2 separate regions of the Sus scrofa genome follow, and region 2 is linked to region 1. The links are chromatin contacts, called in public HiChIP or PLAC-seq maps. All regions are on one chromosome and are shown on one strand. Each heading gives the region's core, a stretch centred on a gene start, on an enhancer-like site or on the middle of the called end of the contact. The rest is flanking DNA. Distances are from core to core; before and after follow the strand shown.

Region 1 (6,678 bases), core at 639-3,138:
TACAGCTCTGATTCGATCCCTAGCCTGGGAATCTCCATATGCCGTGAGTGTAGCACTAAAAAAGCAATAAAATAATAAAATAAAATAGTAAAATAAAAAATCCCAGTTTTTCTACAGGTTCTGAGATGCAAGGACAGCCAGTGTTGAAACAAGTGTGGATGATAAGCGTGTAGATCATAAGAGTTGCGGCTTGTCTCACAGGCTTGCTGTGAGTTTTATACGAGCAGCTATGTGTAAAGAGCTCAGAACAGACTGCTATATGCGTGTTTGGTGTTATTATTATTCCCTCCCTGCGTGGATTCATCATCTGCCAGCCCCAGGTTGATTATTGACAGGCTCACAGTTAACTTTTCATTTTCACATCATCAGCCTGGCACTCAGCATCCAGCCCCAGGCTTATGCTGTCCTTTGAGGAAGAGATATCTGACAATAAATATCACAATAAGTAAACGTGTGATATCGTGTCCTCTGAGCCTTAGTGTGGTTAGGTAGCGCTTCAGGGTGTGGGGTGTGTGTCTGTGTGTGTCTTTGCGTCTTTTTTAGAAAGAAGCTTTCGCTTTTAAAAATCTTAAGCCAGTTAATTAGGGGCTCTCTCTGATGGTTTTAATTTTTTCTTTACCTGCCTTTTTTTTTTTTTTTTTTTTTTTGTCTTTTGTCTTTTGTCTTACTTTTTAGGGCTGCACTCAAGGCATATGGAGGTTCCCAGGCTAGGGGTCAAATCAGAGCTACAGCTGCCGGCCTACACCACAGCCACAGCAACATCAGATCCGAGCCTCTTCTGCGACCTACACCACAGCTCATAGCAACTGCGGGATCCTTAACCCACGGAGTGAGGCCAGGGATCGAACCTGCAACCTCACGGATCCTTGTTGGGGTTTGTTAACCACTGAGCCGCCACAGGAAATCCTAACTGCCTTTTTTGTTTGTATGGAAAGGATGCTTGAACCACCTGCTTCCCCATCCCCCCACCACTTATCCTCAGATCCCCAAGGGGAGGGCAGGATCTAAAGAAAGGACCACCTCACTGTTGTCATCATGATAATGGCTCCCCCCTTCAACCTCCACTCCCATCCGTGTCCCCAGAGCCTGTAAAGTGCTCAACCTTTGTCCTCAGAACACAGCTCCTTTTACTGGTGGTAAAAAATTAAAACAGTGGGCTGATACTTCCATTCCGTGAACCCTTGTCCTGATCAAAGTCTGGAGGCTCTTCCCCCTACCCCCTCCTAATCTCAGCTGGTTCCAACCCATTCCCAGTAAGGACACCCTCCCTCTTATTGTCCTGGGGTTTCAAGTCTGCAGGGGAATGCATATTTTTTCCTTAGCAGAAATAATTGTGGTTTTTTCCTAACAACTTTGCAAGTTCCCCATAGAGTTGGAAATTCCCTTCTCGGTTACAGCTTTTAATGGATGCAAGAAGGCTGGTCTGGACCTATCTTTCTGGCTGACTTGCTGTGTGACTCTAGGAAGTCAGCTTAAGGTCTCTGGGCCCCAGAGCACAAGGATTTCCTAGATGGGGATGCATGAAAGTTTGGGGGAAGGATTTATATTTGGAGGACCCTGGGAGAAGGGATTGACAAACATCTCTAGGGGAGAAGAGCCATTTGGGGAACTACAACCCATTTAGATTCCTCTTCTTGAAAAAAGAAATGAGTTGAATACTTTCCACTGTTCATTCCCTTACCCCCACTGCCTGCCTCCACCCCCAGCTGTTGATTAATAGAGTCGATAAGCCATACTGTTCCCCTCCCACTCATACACACGCTTCTGGGAGGCCCTAGATAAATAGGAGGCAGAGGCAAGCCTGAGGAACTATTATTATCCTTACGATGATGATTATGCTTTCAGCATGAGAAACAGGAAGTGAAACTGACGAAAATGCCCAATGATAAACGCCTAGCCCCATCTTCTGCACCAGACCTAAAGGCAAAGAAGCCAGCCAAAGAAGACAGAGGCCCAGCCACAGGCCGTGCGTGCGTGTGTGTGTGTGTGTGTGTGTGTGGTGTGTGTGTGTGTGTGCGCGCGCGCATGAGTGGTGTGTTTTACTTGTGTCTTTTTTTTTTTTTTTTAATTTTATTTTTGTTCTTGGCTGCCCCGTGGCATATGGCATATGGAGTCCCTGGGCAAGGGATGGAATCTGAGCCATGGTTGCGACCTACACCACAGCTGCAGCCCTGCCGGATCCTTAACCTGCTGTGCTGGGCGAGGGGTCACAGCTTCATCCCAGTGGCTCAGAGAGGCTGCTGGTCCGTTACGCCACATCAGGAATTCCAAGGAGTGTCTTTAAATAACTAGTTTCCAGGACTTATGATTTTTTTTTTTTTTCCTTTTTCAGCTACACCCACAGCTGGGGATCAAAACGGCACCTCCACAGAGACAAGCCCCATCACTAACCCACTGCACCACAGCGGGAACTCCAATTTTTCAACTTTATTCTGATGACGTGTTTCTTCCTCCGTGTGCCCCTCAGGGTTCTTCCTTACCACTTCCTTCCCCATTTCCTAGAGAGAGCTTCCCACAGCTGGCAGACGATGTTTAAGGACAGGTCCAGTGATCAACTGGTTCTTCTCCACACACCTTATCTGCTGAGGCCAGGTCTGAGCCTGACGCCTCTCTCTGGAGCCTGTTTTGTCCCCACGGCAGATATTCCCAGGGCCGGATGCCTTTCTTCCCTTTTCTTTTGGGGGGCGGGGAGCTGTGCTTTCTCTTCTGGCCTGACCCCCTGACACTCCATCTGCTTGGCTGATTATTCATATCCTTCGTCTTTCTCAGGAATCGATGGATTTAACAGTAGTGAGAAAACAGGGCGTCAGGGCGCGGTCATTGCCCCATGTTGACATTTCCATTTGTGGCACCACAGCCCCTGGAAAGTCTGAACAACAGTGGAAATGACCGGATTTTCAGACTGCCTTGTTAGCTCAACTTCCAGGGAGAAGAGAGCAGACAGTTGTGTGGGGAGTGAATGATGCAAGCTGGAGTTTCGGACATAGCTCCGCATCTGGGCGACGTTCGGGAAAAATGCAGAGGGAACAGAAGAGAGAAAACATTGAGCAGGGAGCAGAGAGAGGAAGAGAGAAGGGGATGCTGAGCTCTTGTTCTCATCCTCCACCCCCCACCCCCTTCTTTAATGACTTTCAGTTCAAGATCTTGAGCCAAATGAATCGATGATTGGAATTTTGGCTGGGGAAAAACATAACCATCAGAGTCTCATTTTTCTTTTTCTTTTTCTTTTCTTTTTTTGTCTTTTGTCCTTTTAGGGCCACGCCCGAGGCATATGGAGGTTCCCAGGCTAGGAGTCCAATTGGAGCTGTAGCCACCGGCCTACACCAGAGCCACAGCAACGCCAGATCCGAGCCGTGTCTGCAACCTACACTGCAGCTCATGGCAACACCGGATCCTTAACCCACTGAGCAAGGCCAGGGACCGAACTGGCAACCTCATGGTTCCTAATCGGATTCATTTCTGCTGCGCCACGACAGGAATTCTTCACTGTGATTTTTTTCTGAGCCTGGAAAAGGGACCTGTGGACCCCTCCCAGAGTTGGGATGAGGGTGAAGTCAGCAGGACATGTCATGGGAAGAGAAACTCTAGGGTAAAATATTATGCCCCAAGCTGTCTTTGGGTGGCCCCACACCTTTTTTGTCTTTTAGGGCCACACCTGTGGCACATGGAGGTTCCCAGGCTAGGGGTCAAAATGGAGCTGTAGCCGCCGACCTACGCCACAGCCGAAGCAATGTCAGATCTGAGCCACATCCCCGACCTACACTACAGCTCATGGCAGCACTGGATCCTTAACCCACGGAGTGAGGAAAGGGATCGAAGCTGTGTCCTCATGGATGCTAGTCAGATTCGTTTCCCCTGAGCCATGACAGGCATGATGGGAACTCCTGGGTGGCCTCTTTGGGTGGTCTGCTTGGTCCTGCTCCCTGCTCAGGGGAGCACGGTGCTTAAGAAGAGAGGGTTGGGTCCCAGCTTCCTGCCTTCAAATCCCAACTCCAGTCCTTACTTTATTTTATTTTTAGACTTTTTATTTTTTTCTTTTTAGGGCCATACCTGCGGCATATGAAATTTTCCAAGCTAGGGGTAGAATTGAAGCTATAGCTGCCGGCCTGCCCCACAGCTGCAGCAATGTGGAATCCGAGCCATGTCTGCAACCTACACCATAGCTCATGGCAACTCTAGATCCTTAACCCACTGAGCAAGGCCAAGGATCGAACTTACATCCTCATGGATACGAATCAGGTTCTTAACCCGCTGAGCCACAATGGGAACTCCTCCAGTCCTCACTTTAAATCACTTAAATACACTGGGCCTCAGTTTCCTCTTCTGGGCCCCTGGGAGAATATTAGTAACACCCACCTTGCGGGGTTGCTATGGAAATTGATTAACACAGAGCAAGGGCTTAGAACCTTGTTGGAAACCTAATAAGTGCTTGATAAATGGGAGTGATTATGGTGACTTTTATCCACCATCCTCCATTCCATCCACCGTAGGCACTGGGGAAGTACTAGGGAAGGATGCGAAATTTGCAGGATGTAGGTCTCCCCAGAGATTTCATGGCCTCCCCGGGCTCTCTGTTCTTTCTTTTCTTTTCTTTCTTTTTGTCTTTTTGCCTTTTCTAGGGCTGCTCCCATGGCATATGGAGGTTCCCAGGCTAGGGGTTGAATCGGAGCTGCAGCTGCTGGCCTACGCCCCAGTCACAGCAATGCCAGATCTGAGCCGCGTCTGCAACCTACACCACAGCTCATGGCAACGCCAGATCCTTAACCCACTGAGCAAGGCCAGGGATCGAACCCACAACCTCATGGTTCCTAGTCGGATTCGTTAACCACTGTGCCACAACGGGAGCTCTGGGAACTCCTCCATTCTTTCTTAACACAATAGGTGGTGTCCTCTTGACTCCAATTCTTCCTGGTTCTTCGCCCCTGGTCCTCACCTGTTCACCTTCCTTTGCTTCTTCTGCTGTCCTGCTCTTACTTTTCTCAGCTCTGGTATCCCGCCAGGCCCTTCCCTGACTGGTCCTGGTGAGGAAGCCTCTCTGGTCTTCCTACTCAGCATGTCTCCCTTTCCAAGCCCTGGGCTTCCCCCACCCCACACTCCCTGGGGAAGCTGGGGGAGGGCCACTCGGCTCTGTAATCACCACACTTCTTGGTGGTAAACAAGAACCAGATTCCTGGGCAGTGACGCGGGGCCGGAGCGCAGTGGCCGGGGCAGCTGTGATTACACTGAAACTTGAAGAAACACCTCTGCTCGGGCCCTGACCTGTCTGGGGAGGGCCCAGGGAAAGCCGGCCCACACAGCCCTCTTTGCTACCCTTCCTATCATTCTCCGTCTGAGTGGCAGGGGTCTTTGCCCAGATGGCTCTGCAGACACAAGGGGCAGCCAGTTGGCCCAGATTCGGAGACCTCCCGGACTCAGAACTGGGGAGCATCGCCCCATCTTTCCCTCCAGGATGGGTCTCACCCTCTTCCCTGCTCCTATACCAGCTCCTTCCCCAGGCCATCATCGCCTTCTTCTCTCACCGATGCCAGGAGAAGCCTCACAGGAAGTTGCCCTGATCCCAGGAAACCCACAGTAAAGGCGCTCTGCAGGCTGGCGTGGCCACAGGCTGTTTTAATTTTACCCACAGGAGTTCCTATCGTGGCGCAGCAGAAAGGAATCTGACTAGGAACAATGAGGTTGTGGGTTCGATCCCTGGCCTCGCTCAGTGGGTTAAGGATCCAGCGTTGCTGTGAGCTGAGGTATAGGTCGTAGACTGGGTTGGATCTGGCGTTGCTGTGGTCGTGCTGTAGGCCAGGGGCTACAGCTCCGATTAGACCCATAGCCTGGGAACCTCCATATGCCACGAGTTGCAACCCTAAAAATACAAAAAAAAAGACCAAAAAAAAAATTTTTTTTTCCCCGCAGATGCCTTCTGACTTCTGGGGCCAAGGCTGGTCCAGGGCTTCCCTCTTGACCTTGTGATTTTTTTCTTTTTCAATTTAATGATTTTTATTTTTTCCATTATAGCTGGTTTACAGTGTTCTGTAAAATTTCTACTGTCCAGCAAGGTGACCCAGTCACACATACACGTATACATTTCTTTTTCTCACATTATTATGCTCCATCCTTAGTGTCTATAGTTCCCAGTGCTACACAGCAGGATCCCATTGCTTATCCACTCCAAAGGCAATAGTTTGCATCTATTAACCCCAGATTCCCAGTCCATCCCACTCCCTCCCCGTCCCTCTTGGCAACCACAAGTCAGTTCTCCATTTGACTGTGTGACTTTGGAGTTTAAGATCTGCTGTCCTGAGATTTAGGCCAAACACAATCTCTGCTGATTCCTAAGTGAAACGTTGGTCTGGCTCAGATACCTCTGGAAGGAGGCACAAGAAAACGGGGTAGAGAACTGGGCATGTGAATGTATTAAAGATACCAGGGATGGGGGTGGGGGTGGGGGAGAGACTGTTCCGTAATTTTGTGAATCTTCTGCATGTTAAACATAGACAACAGTCCTTTGCCCTACACCTCAGTGCAGAAGGGACCATGAGGCAATTGCACTGGGGAGGCCTCATCTGGGCCTGACTTCAGGCTTAGAAGAGGCTGTCAGAGGCAGGTGGCTGCTACGGCTTGAGATTTTCCAAGTGTCTGAATAACCTGGAAGCTTGCACCAAAGTGGATGCATATTGCTGAGTGCAG
Region 2 (6,329 bases), core at 3,480-5,979, 150 kb after region 1:
AGATAAAGAAATGAAAATGAAAGAGTAGAATAATCGCGAAAGACAGATATCAAAGAGCCAAACCACGAATAACAGGAGTTCCTAAAACATTTAGAGAATCATTTGTAGCAGAAGCCATAGATATGTAGGACATTAATTAACCTTAGGTAAAATTTTGTTTTCGAAACTGGGTGTGCTCATTGTATGAATGAGGAATCTTTTTAGGTGGTGTCAGTGTCCCAGGTCAAACTGGCTTAAATGACAAAAGGGATTTTATAGGCTCACATAATGAAGTCCACAGGTAGACCAGGAATCCATCTCTCCAGCTCTGGCTTTCCTTTGGAATGGCTTCATTCTTGGGTGCGCTGTTCCCAGGGAGTGGCACCAAATTGGTCCGGGCTTCCATCCTTCTAGTTTTCCAAGCCCAATGAGAGGAAAGAGGTTTCCACTTCTAATTCTTGGGACATTAACCTTGGGTTAATCCTCACTGACTCTGACCTGGCTTGGGTCATGTACCTACCCCCTTGAATCAATCTAGGGACCTGAGAAGGGCTGCTGCATAGCTTCATAGACAGCACACTCTCCTTCCTGGAAGGAGGCATGTTCAGCTCCATCCAGCACCTGCATGGACCACAAGTGAGAGAGAGGCAGTTTCCCAGAGGATAATGAGGTTACTGACTCCAGAAGGAAGGGGGATGGAAGCTGAGTAGGACTAATAACATCCTGTTGGGCAGATTAATTAAAAAAACTACTCGGAGTTCCTGTCATGGCTCAGTGGTTAACAAATCCGACTAGGAACCATGAGGTTGTGGGTTCAATCCCTGGCCTTGCTCAGTGGGTTAGGGATCCGGCATTGCCGTGAGCTGTGGTGTAGGTCACAGACGTGGCTTGGATCTGGCGTTGCTGTGGCTCTGGCGTAGGCTGGCAGCTACAGCTCCGATTCGACCCCTAGCCTGGGAACCTCCATACGCCACGGGAGTGGCCCAAGAAATGGAAAAAAGACAAAAAGAAAAAAAAAAAGATGATATTTTCTTTCACCTCATCCATCCCAACCTCCGGGCATCTAGGAGAATCACCAAAAAATGTGAGTCAGTGCCCTCTTCACCTGTTATGGTAGCGTGTGAGAAGATAAGGTTTGGGGAGCAACTGCCACTAGGTGGCACCACAGCAGTCTGGGCTCATCAGATGGGAGTCATTTCAAACAAGAAATTTGGTGGCCGAGGGAGCAGGCTGGGGGTGGTGAGAAAGATTCATTGCCAATAAATGACTTGCAAGATACTTTCCTTAATTTCTAATGAGACTGGCAGGAATTTCCTTTTATTAATCAGTGGACGGTGCATTATAGCTCAGCAGTTGCCAGGTACAGAATCCACCATCCCATCTGTGCTTTTGGAAACCTTATAGCCATGTTATTTGGGAGCAGTTGCCTTCAAGGGTATGCCCATTCCTCTCAAAACCCACCCCAACTGCTGCCACTGGACTCAGAATTAGGGTCAGATCACAGATTTCTTCTAGAGGGGACAAGTACAAAATCTGACTCAGGAGGAAATAGCTTATACACTAAAAGAAGTACAAGATTTTGTAATACATGTTAGAATGTGTAGGAATATATTATAAGGGTGCTTGACTAAGGATGATAGAATATAGCACTTTATCAGATCAAATTTATTGGGTACATTCATTAGATATTCTGGCTTAAAGTATTAGCTCTTACAAGTGGAAATGGCTCTAAAAATTTCTTGGTTGGCTTAGACTGAACCTTAGACTCAATGGTCTCTTATGTTTAATAAGGTTGGAATGCTAGAACTTCTCTGACTTCAAGACTCAGAGGAAAGGGATGATGAAGAAGAGGCTTTATCACCTGAGATCTGCACACCTCTCCCCTCCCCCCAGTACATCAACCAGAGGGTCCTGAAGACAATTCATTAAGACACTGAATTTTGTAATTAAAAAATATATATATATATAGGGACAAAAAAAAAAAAAAAAAAAAGAGAGAGAAAAGCCCTCTAGGTGAGGCACAGGAAAATTCTAGAATTGTTTCAAACTATTACACCTCTACTTTTTTTTTTTGCTTTTCAGGGCTGCACCCGTGGCATATGGAGGTTCCCAGGCTAGGGGTCAAATCAGAGCTACAGCTGCCAGCCTACACCACAGCCATAGCAATGCTAGATACAAGCCGAGTCTTCAACCTATACCACAGCTCACGGCAACGCCAGATCCTTAACCCACTGAGCAAGGCCAGGGATCGAACCCAAAACCTCATGGTTCCTAGTCGGATTCATTTCTGCTGTGCCCTGATGGGAACCCCACACCTATATATTTTAAATGAAAAAAAAAAAAAAAGACATTGAATTTTGTATTTCTGTACAAAATGACCCATCCTATGGCTTTCACTTAAGACCTTGCCCCAGCTATTTCAGTGGTTACTTAATGGGCCTGTGTAGAAAGTGGCCATAATGGCAGGGATCAGGCTTAAGTGTGGGCTCAATAGCATAGACTTACCCTAATCAACCCTTTTTTTTTTTGACCATCAGTGCTTCTGATTGCCTAATTTTCCAACTAAACTAAGCCCCAAATATGGCACCCTTCCCTAAAAGGCAGTTCCTGGGGGCAAGTTGATTACATTGCACCCCTTCTGTCTTGGAGAGGAGCAAAAATGTTTCCTCACTGGAGGAGATAAGTATCCCAAGTATGTATTTGCTTTCTTGCCCAAGAATCTTCTGCCAGCACCATCTGTGATTACAAAATATGGTGTACTCTACTGTACACAACATTGCTTTTGATGAAGAAAATAATTTCAAAAGAAGGTCAGCAATGGGCTTATGCCCATGGGATCACATCCCACATCCCACATACCCCACCACCCAAAAGCAGCTGGCCTAGCAGATGCAAAAATTACTGCACATATGGCACCAGTTAAGAATTTATACCCTCAGGGAATTCCTGTCGTGGCTCAGTGGTTAGCAAACCCGATTAGCATCCATGAGGATGCAGGTTTGATCCCTGGCCTCGCTCAGCGGGTTAAGGATCTGGCATTTGTTTGAGCTGTGTTGTAGGTTGCCGACACGACCCAGGTCCCACGTTGCTGTGGCCCTGGTGTAGGCCAGTGGTTACAGTTCTGTTTGGGAACCTCTTTATGCTGGGAGTGCGGCCCAAAAAAAAGGTCAAAAAAAAAAAAAAAAAGAAAGAAAGAAAGAAATTACACCCTCAAAGGACAGAGGTCACAGACTATTTTGAATCATAGACAAATACATAGTCCTGGGTTTCCCATAGCCAGACTGCACAGGTCTGGGAATTAAAGGTGGAAGTAGACTGGCTCCTCTCACACTAAATCTCATAGTCTTCCCACAGATTTTTTGCTTCCAATCCCTGGGACTTGGAGCTCTGCTGGTTTGAAGTCTTGATTCCCAAGAAAACTTCTAGCAGGACATGCCCTAATATTGCATTGATTTGGAAGATGAGACTGCCCCCGGCTATGCTGAGTTCTGCATGTTACTGAACCAACCGGCAAAAGAAAGAGTTACCCTGCTGGCTGGGGTGACTGATATGGACTACCATAGGAAAAATGTGTTACTGCCTCTCACTGGGGGCAGGGAGGACTAGATCTGGAATGCAGGGTATTCACTGGGGTGCCTTTGAGTATTTTCAAGTCCAACAATAAAAGTTAATAGAAGATGACCATTTTCCCACCCCCTGCCAAAGCCATAACCAGGGATGATTCAGACCCTTAGGCAAGATAGATTACCTTGCTGTTTAAAAAAAAACTCAACCATCTTAGGGATTGGATGAAGACAAAGGATATATGAAACGGGTAGTAGAAGAAGGAGTTATAATTGACTTGTAAATCTCAATTATGGCCTCATGACCAGTTATGTCCTTGCTTATTATGTGAAAGTGTGTATATATAATTGAGTGCATGAAAGACTTTATTCTTCTCTCTCTTGCTGATCCTTATTATTTTTACATGTTTTGTTGGAAGTTACCTTTCAATCTGGTTTTTGGAATGCATATGTGCAAATGGGATTGTGGCTGAATTTGAAAAATAATGGATGTTGCTCAGAGATGGCTGCAATGGCAGTGGAGATCTTACAGCTCTGAATCTGGGGGAGAAGTCAGCACTGTCTTGGTTTATTTGCAAAAAAGTTGTATTTTGAGGAGGAGACAAAGAATTATTTTGTAGTTATACCACAGTTGAAATTTTTGTAGTTATGGATGCTGACTAGCTAAAGGGGTGGCGTGTGTCAGTTGGTTAACTTATTGTGTCTCGATTCCAACTTTTTTTTTTTTTTTGAATGGGAAAATAACTATTTTGTTTGGGAGAGTGGGCTGGCATCCAGCCTCAGAGCTTCTGGAATCGCTTCTTGGTACCAGCAGCCTTGGTGAACTTGAGCACCAAGGATCCTGGAGCTAGTCTCTGAAAAACCACAATTTTGCCTTTGCAGTTGGCTCTGCTGATAGGGACACTGGATGGAGACTGCAAGGCTGAAGGAGGAACGAGAGGTTTGCTCCCTGCTGTGTAGTTCTTGAGGGTTTCCTGTCTGATTGTGGTTCCTCTGAGTATGACCCCAGCACATTTCTTTATCATAACATAAGCATTTTCTTCTTGTAGCTGCCGCTGAATCCAGTTTGCAGTTTTTGTAACATTTGCAGAATCAGCCTCATCTAGTCTCCTTTGCGGATACCCACAATAGCTAGCCAGTGCCCCTTCCCCAGATGTCTGGGTTCCATACCCCTGAGTCCTCTTCTGAATTCGGAAGTCTAACACTGGCTGAGCAATGCCTCCTACTAAGAGGTCTGAGTTTTGGTTCCTCAGGGCCTCTCTACTAAGTTTCTTTTTAAACAGTTTCAATCTTTTTCCTTTGTTTCCTCAAATCTTAACAGTTTCACCTTCTATGATACTTTCCAGTTCCTTTTAACCCTTTTAGATACTGTGATCCTTAGTTTTATGTATCAACTTGGCGGGTCTATAGAACACAGTTATTTAATGAAATATGAATCTAAGTGTTGCTGTCAGGATATGTTGTAGGCTTGGTGAACATCTATAATCAGCTGATTTTAAGTAGAGGAGATTACCCTCAATGATGTGGGTGGTCGTCTTACAATCAGTTGAAAGACCATAAGAGCAAAAACTGAGGTTTCCTGGAGGAAGAAATTCTGTTTCAAGATTGCAACATTAGCTTTTGCCAGAGAATTTTCAGCCTGTCCACCCCCACCCCCACAGATTTCAGACTTGCTAGCCTGTGTAACTGGGTAAGTCAATTTCTTCCAATAAACCTATTTACATTGTAAATCAACTATACTTAGATGGAATTTAAGAAACTAAGAAAAATTGATTTGCATATTAAAAGATTTTGATTCCATTTCTCTGGGGATTCCTGACTGATACAGTTATCTACATTGTATCTTTAACATTGTATCTATGAATCATGATTAAGCAACATGATTTGGGGGATTAGAATCAGCAAAATGGAAGCAGCATAATCCTGTGTAAAACATAGTCTTAGCAAGAAAATAACACAAAGGCAAGTCATAAACATGTCCTAGAAGCTGTCAGCAAAAGACACAATATGTATAGAAGAACAAAGATAAATTGAACAGATTTCTCATTGGAAACGATGCAAGTGCAAAGACATGGAGCATTATCTTTCAAGTATCTGAAAAGAAATCTGTCAATCTACAATTCTATAACTGGTGAAAATATCTTTTAAAAAATGACTATTTTAGATATACAAAAGTTGAATGGATTCATTGCCAGCAGGCCTGCACTACAACAAATGTTAAAAAAAAAAAAAAATCCTTTAGCCAGAAGAAAAATTATACCAGATGGGAATCTGAAGGCACACAAAGGATTAAAGAGCATGGTACTACATGAATAAATACATCAGATTTTTTTCTTTAAATAATAATCAGCTATTTAAACAAAGAAATACTGTATTTTGGAGTTTATAAAATAAGAATAGGTAAAATACAACAAAAATAGAATGAAGGTTGAGAGGGAGAAAAGGAAGTACACTATTGTAAGATTATATACTTAATGTGAAGTAGTATAATATGATTTGGACATAGACTGTGATAAGTGAAATATGTCTACTAAACCCCCCCCAAGGCAACCACTAAAACAACAAAAAGGAGTTATATGTAAGCCAACAAAGGAGATAAAATGGAACAACAACAACAACAAATATAATAACCTCAATGAATTAAAAAGTAATCAGGAAGTTCTCACTGTGGCACAACAGGATCAGTAGTATCTCTGCAGTGCCAGGACGCAGGTTCAATCCCCTGCCAGGCACAGTGGGTTAAAGGATCTGGCTTTGGGAGTTCCCGTCATGGCGCAGCAGAAATGA

Evidence for each region. HiChIP or PLAC-seq counts read pairs in DNA pulled down with a chosen protein or histone mark.
Region 2: a contact with region 1 is called in an H3K27ac HiChIP or PLAC-seq map of alveolar macrophages. The contact joins two enhancer-like sites. A contact is called at or near these places in 1 of 47 Hi-C or Micro-C datasets (fetal heart ventricle) and 1 of 2 datasets of contacts at active chromatin or transcription factors (alveolar macrophages).

Annotation. Positions count from the first base shown.
Region 1 is chr9:67,296,398-67,303,075 of Sscrofa11.1, forward strand. No RefSeq gene overlaps it. Among named protein-coding and RNA genes, the nearest start is that of MAPKAPK2, 15 kb to the right of the region's middle. Within about 2 kb of position 1,889, at least 19 of the 83 cell types and tissues checked have an H3K27ac peak or open chromatin away from gene starts, as enhancers often do. A contact at or near this core is called in alveolar macrophages, where this site is marked.
Region 2 is chr9:67,440,147-67,446,475 of Sscrofa11.1, forward strand. No RefSeq gene overlaps it. Among named protein-coding and RNA genes, the nearest start is that of IL19, 26 kb to the right of the region's middle. Within about 2 kb of position 4,730, at least 11 of the 83 cell types and tissues checked have an H3K27ac peak or open chromatin away from gene starts, as enhancers often do. A contact at or near this core is called in alveolar macrophages, where this site is marked.